Linked DNA regions of Rattus norvegicus: region 1 is linked to region 2. Evidence: chromatin contacts called from public Hi-C data. All regions are on one chromosome and are shown on one strand. Each heading gives the region's core, a stretch centred on a gene start, on an enhancer-like site or on the middle of the called end of the contact. The rest is flanking DNA. Distances are from core to core; before and after follow the strand shown.

The links. Hi-C and Micro-C count contacts between places; a contact is called where the count stands out from the background.
Region 1: a Hi-C map of psoas muscle shows a contact between it and region 2, with 1.9 times the contacts expected there. The contact joins the promoter of Cnn2 here to the promoter of Gamt in region 2. A contact is called at or near these places in 2 of 12 Hi-C or Micro-C datasets (mammary epithelial cells and psoas muscle).

The regions. Positions count from the first base shown.
Region 1 is chr7:10,368,939-10,371,638 of GRCr8, reverse strand. Cnn2 (calponin 2) reads left to right here and starts at 1,327. Exons shown (of 7, transcript NM_001399010.1): 1 at 1,327-1,452. The coding sequence starts at 1,390.
Region 2 is chr7:10,097,995-10,100,694 of GRCr8, reverse strand. Gamt (guanidinoacetate N-methyltransferase) reads right to left here and starts at 1,411. Exons shown (of 6, transcript NM_012793.3): 1 at 1,164-1,411; 2 at 196-341; 3 at 27-90. The coding sequence starts at 1,344. It also overlaps a transcript of Dazap1 not described here.

The sequences.
Region 1 (2,700 bases), core at 78-2,577, 270 kb before region 2:
TGCAAAGGACCTGGGTGTGGCACCTGCAGCTGCTGTTTCAGGGCTCAGCACAGTGCCTGGACGCCCTGATACCCTGCTAAGCCTGGTGTGTATTCCGTACAGCATGACCTCTCTGACAAGTGCTTTCTTTATTCCGAAAAGGTCTTCGGTGTCCCGACAGCTGGGGCTTCCTGCCTGGTCACAGGAACCTGCACTGTTCACAGCTTGGGATTCTCTGGAGTCTGCTGCCCCACTGCACAAACTCGAAAACAACGGCAGGGCCCAGAGAGGAAGGATTTGTCCAAACCACAGAAACCCAGAGAGCTGAGAAGACAACCACCCTTCAGAAGTATCCAACTCCTACTCATGCTTCCACCCCATGGCCAAGGTCTCTCTGTCAAGCCGTGAGAGTCCTTCGAGACCCTCAGGAAGGAGTGTAGTGCCTGTGTCCTGTGGGTGGGGCACGACCCCCGACCCTCAGGAATGTCAACTACACAGGGACCAACTTGATGTAGGGTCTTCTGTAGCCCAGGTTGACCATGAACTCTGTCTGTAGCCAAAGATGACTTTGAACTCCTGATGCTGGAGGCTCGGCCTCCCAGCTCTGGATTGACAGGCGAGCGTGCATTCATTGATCCATCTACAGATGCAGGTTGAGCGCAGGCACTTACTGAAACCCCACTGTATAGCAGGACAGCCCAGGACACCTCATGACCTCATCCTGGGCCTCTCCACCCCCACAGCCTCACAGCCAGCAACCCTCAGTCCTTCTGGGAGCCCCACCCCACCCCTAACCCCACCGCCAGGCGAGTCCCTTCTCCCACTCTCCGACTTTTGCACTTGTCATCTACCAAAAAGTCGTTTCATTTTGGGTTGGGAAACTCCTACTCATCGGTCAAAGCTCCAACTCCCGAGGCCTCCTCCTCTGAGGAGCCTGCCCTGATTCCAGTCTATACCGCCCCAGCACCCCTCGCTCCCACTATGAGTTGTCGGGAGAGGGAACAAGATGCTGGAAAGTGCCGGTAGTAGCAGAGAAGGGCTCCCAACCAGATTTTAGGGTTCAGGGTCCCACCCAACAGTTCCCTGTCTCTCACTATGGTACAGGAGGAGTAAACTGAAGCCCAGGCCACTCGCTGCCTCAGTTTCCCGTAACTCCAAAGGCAACCGTGGGCCCCTCCTGCCCGGCCGGGATGCTGGGGTGGCTCCGGCGGGCGGGGGTCCCGTCGGCCGAGCGGGGCTCAGGAAGTCGCGGCCACAGGAATTCGGCGCTTCCACGCCTTATAAGGGCATTTGCCCCGCCAGCCAATCGGCGGCGGGGGCGGCGCTCAGCCCTGTCCCGGGCCGTTCGCCCGCAGCCGGTCCCTCTGCCGGTCCCTCTGGTCTGCCTGTCCCGCGCCAGGGTCCCGCGCCATGAGCTCCACGCAGTTCAACAAGGGTCCGTCCTACGGGCTCTCGGCCGAGGTCAAGAACCGGGTGAGTGGGCGCGGGGTCCCGCCAGCCTCGAACGCACAGACCGATGCAGGAGCCGGGCTAGCCTGGCTTTGCTTTACCCTGACATCCGGAGGGTCTGGGGATGCTGTGGGGAACTGTGGCGTCTGGGAGGCTTGGGACCCATTTTATCCGCATCCCAGGGTGTCTCCTCCAGCCTCGCCCTGAACCTCTGGGTCCCGCCACCCCCGCCCCCTGACTTCTTGCACTCTGAGTTCCTTGAAGGATGAGTTAAAGCCTGGGAGAGAGAAAGTGAGCGCAAGTGAGCGAGCCGGGGGTTTGAGAGTACCCCCTCCCCCTGAGGCCCCATCTTCATTACCTGTCGAAACTTCCCGTTTCATCAAGCCACTTAAGTTGGGGACAGGGAAGGGGGCGGGGCCGGTGGCTTTCTTAGCAGGGTGTGGCTCCCTTCCAGGACTCTCTCTCTCTCTCTCTCACACACACACACACACACACACACACACACACACCCCTACACCTGGGAAAAGGCTCACTGAGATGAACCTCAAACGCAGGAGGATAGTGATGTCACTAGTTTCAGAGGGACATCTGGAGAGGCACACACCACGGTGCCCTGAGCCCATGAGGGAGACACTGATTCCAGACTTAGGGGGCTCAGGCCTGACATCAGGCCTGACATCCTGAAACCTTCCAGATAGATCTGCCGACCAAACATACACACACCCGGCACCTGGGAATGCAAATTTCACACTCAGCAAAGCCAGCAAAGCCGAGCAACCTGCCTAGGCCTGCTGAAGCTACGAGCCCGACCCACCACCGCCTGGCACTAGCCAGGTCCCCACCAGTGACACGAGAAGCATACTTACCTCATGCCACCCGTGTTGCTATCCTCAGCCTGGTAGAGACAAGCTGCTATTTCAGTTCCCATCTCGAGCTCAGAGAGGTTGCGCTAGCTCCCCAGAGACACACAGCATGCGCAGGTCTGATGGCCCTGCCCAATTCCTACAGAGCGGGTTGGACACCTCAGAAAGTGAAAGAAAGAATGGGAAAAGGCCCGAGGATAGAGCTTTAGGAGCTGGGTGGGGCCAGGGACCGGTCAGCACCTGCTGCACGGGGAGGGGGAGGACGGGGGGGGGGCGAAGGATGAGGTCTCAGACTCTCAGACTCCCTCTGACTGGGGAGCTGTTGGGAAATGGAGTGGCCTCGAGCAGCCTGCAGGGGTCACAGAAGGGTTGCGTCTTCACTGGGAGGGGGAGACCCGGAGACTTTTCT
Region 2 (2,700 bases), core at 162-2,661:
TTGCCAGGCTCCCAAAGTGCCCTCACCATCAAAGTGACCATCAGGCAGTGTAGGTGCCACCTCCTCCCACAGGCCTTTCAAGGGAACAACCTTGGAGAGGAGAGGGACAAGAGAGGTTAGGGGTCACATTGGACCCCCATGATCTCCCAGTCCCGGGGGGTTACTCCCAGCCTGTACTCCAGTGACAGAAGGTACCTTATGTGGCTGCTTCAGGGCCCAGTTTTGTAGACGCTGGAAGACCCCATCGTTGCATTCAATAATCCAGTGTTCCTTTATGGGGGCCTGCTGCACCCTGGAGGCTGCAATGGCCATCCCAAAGCCCACTTCCAGGACCCGGCCCCCTAGGAGGACAAAACACTACAGCTGGCATGGGTGGGGGAGGGGGACTTGGATGGGAGGCCTGGCTCACACATGCCTCAAGGACAGCCAGCCAGCAGTGGGTGGACAGAACAAAGTAGCACAGAGAGTGTGGGCCCTGGCCAGCTGCCAATCAGAGCGGCGAGCCTGGGAGCCTAGGGACTGGCCACTGCTTTTGGGCTTGGCCCCAGGGATCCCTGGACTCTGAGCCCATGCCCACCCACGCTATTTGTGCTATGGCCCTACTGTGGGGTTAGAAAGGGCCAAGCCTGGTTCTGAGGCCCGACACCTGTAACCCCTCCATGTTTCATTCCGCACTTGATACCAGGTCCTCATGTGCTCCGGGTGAACTTTGAAGCCCTTTGGCTATTGACCTGTTTGAGGCTGGGGTGTCCCAGACACCACCCCTCGTCCAGAAGTTCAGGGCCATAGCACCGGACAGCTGCCTCTCTGCTCCGTTTTCCCAAGCTATTCTTAGCAACAGCCTGGGGAAACTCGGAGGTTCCCGACCCGCACAAGTCCCACGCCCCTCCACTCTGTCTCTAAGCTCCACTCGAGGCTGTGGTCCGAAGATCCACCCTCCAACCCAGCTCCGGGAAGTAGAAGTCTTTTTCCCCAGGAGAGGAAGTTCTAGTTCGGAGCCGGCTTCTCTTGCCTGCGTCTACATTTTGCCAACACTCTTCCCTTCCCTGCCAAGGTAACCCCAAGGCAGCTCAGTGCCTCAGGTAAGGAAACTGAGGCATGCAGCATGCATGGGAACTCCTACACTCCTAAACTGTAGCCTCCGTTTCTTCTGGGCAGAGTACCTCTGGAGGCAGCAGCAGCCGCCAGCGAATGCATGTAGGGGGTCTCCCAACGCTCCATTACTGGCTTGCCCAGGATCTGCAGGTGCGTGTCAGACGTATCATAGGCCGCGGGGGCCGCGCGCCACGCGGGGCCGCAGTCCTCGCCAGGCGCGAAAAGCGGGCTGGCTGCAGAAGAACTCATGGTGAGGCTGTGCACACCAGGCCAGGAGAGTACGGCTGCGGAACCACCAGGCTGGAGGAGGCGGGGTGGGGCGGCGCCTCTGCAAAGAGGAGTTTAGCCTTGCACTGGGGTGGGTGGGAGCCTGAGGCGGGGGCGGGACCTGTGTGCCCCGAGGGAGTCCAGTGCTGGGCCGGGTGGGCGGGGCCTATTAGCTGGGGCGGGCCTTGCTGGGATAGGGAGGGTCCAGTCATTAGAAAAGGGTTGGGCCTTGATCCGGGAGGGTGGCCAGCCTAGTACTGGGCTGGGCCTGGGTGGATGGAGTCTGAGGGCAGGGTGGAGCGTGCTCAGGGTAGGGGCTACTGGCTGGAACCCGGAGTAAAGTTCTGTGAGGGGCGGATCTATGGAATGGGATAGGTCCTGCAGTGGTGGGCTGGGGAGGAGTCCAACCTTTTTGCTATGGATGGGGCCAGACCTGTGGGCTGGGACAGAATCCAGACTTGTATGAGGGATGCAGGCAGGAGCCATACAGGATGGAGCCTGTAGGGTAGGGCAGAGTCCAGCCTTCTGCTAGGGGCGGGACCGGAGCAATGGGGTGGGGTCATCTTTCTGCTAAGTATGAGAGAAGAAGCTAAGGAACGGGGCCAGCCGGCTGGGACGGTGATGTCCAGCTTTCTGCTACGGATGAGGACAGAGCCATGGGGTAGGTGTTTATGGGATAGGATGAAATCCAAGCCTTCTGCTAGTGGCGAAGCCTAGTCTTCTCCCACGGGTGGGGCCTAGCCTGGTAGAGGCAAAACTGGAGCCCCGGCCTAGCTTTCCGCTAGGGTGAGGTTGGCGCCCAGGAGGCCGGGCCTGAGGGCCGGGGTAGTTGTTCGTGGGTGGAGCTGAATCCAGTCTTTTATTATGAGTGGGGCGGAGCCTACGGGCCTGGGCGGAGCCTAGTTATCTAGACAGGAAGTTGTAGCCTTGAGGGGCGAAGTGCGTGCGGTGTAGGGAGGGACGCTTAGAGACTACCAGTGGGACCAGTGCCACCGAAAGAAGTACTGTTGTGGCTTCTGCGAGGTGCGGGGCAAGCTCCCTGGTACCAGACATTTGGAATGAAGCTTGACTTTCTGCATTTGCTTGGCTGGCTGACAAGGGTACTCTACTTACTGTCTGAAGAGGCTGTGAAACTTGCTGATCCTAGCGTGCCCTCCACGATGCTCCTCAAATCAAAAAGTTGATTTTTTTTATTTCTCTTTAATCTGTTTATTTAGAGACAGGAGCTCCTGGCTGGCCTGGAGCTTGCTGTGTAGGCCAAGATGGCCCCAAACTCACAGAGTTCTGTCTGATTCTACCTCTGAACTGCTGGGATTAAAGGCGTGTGCCGCCATGCCT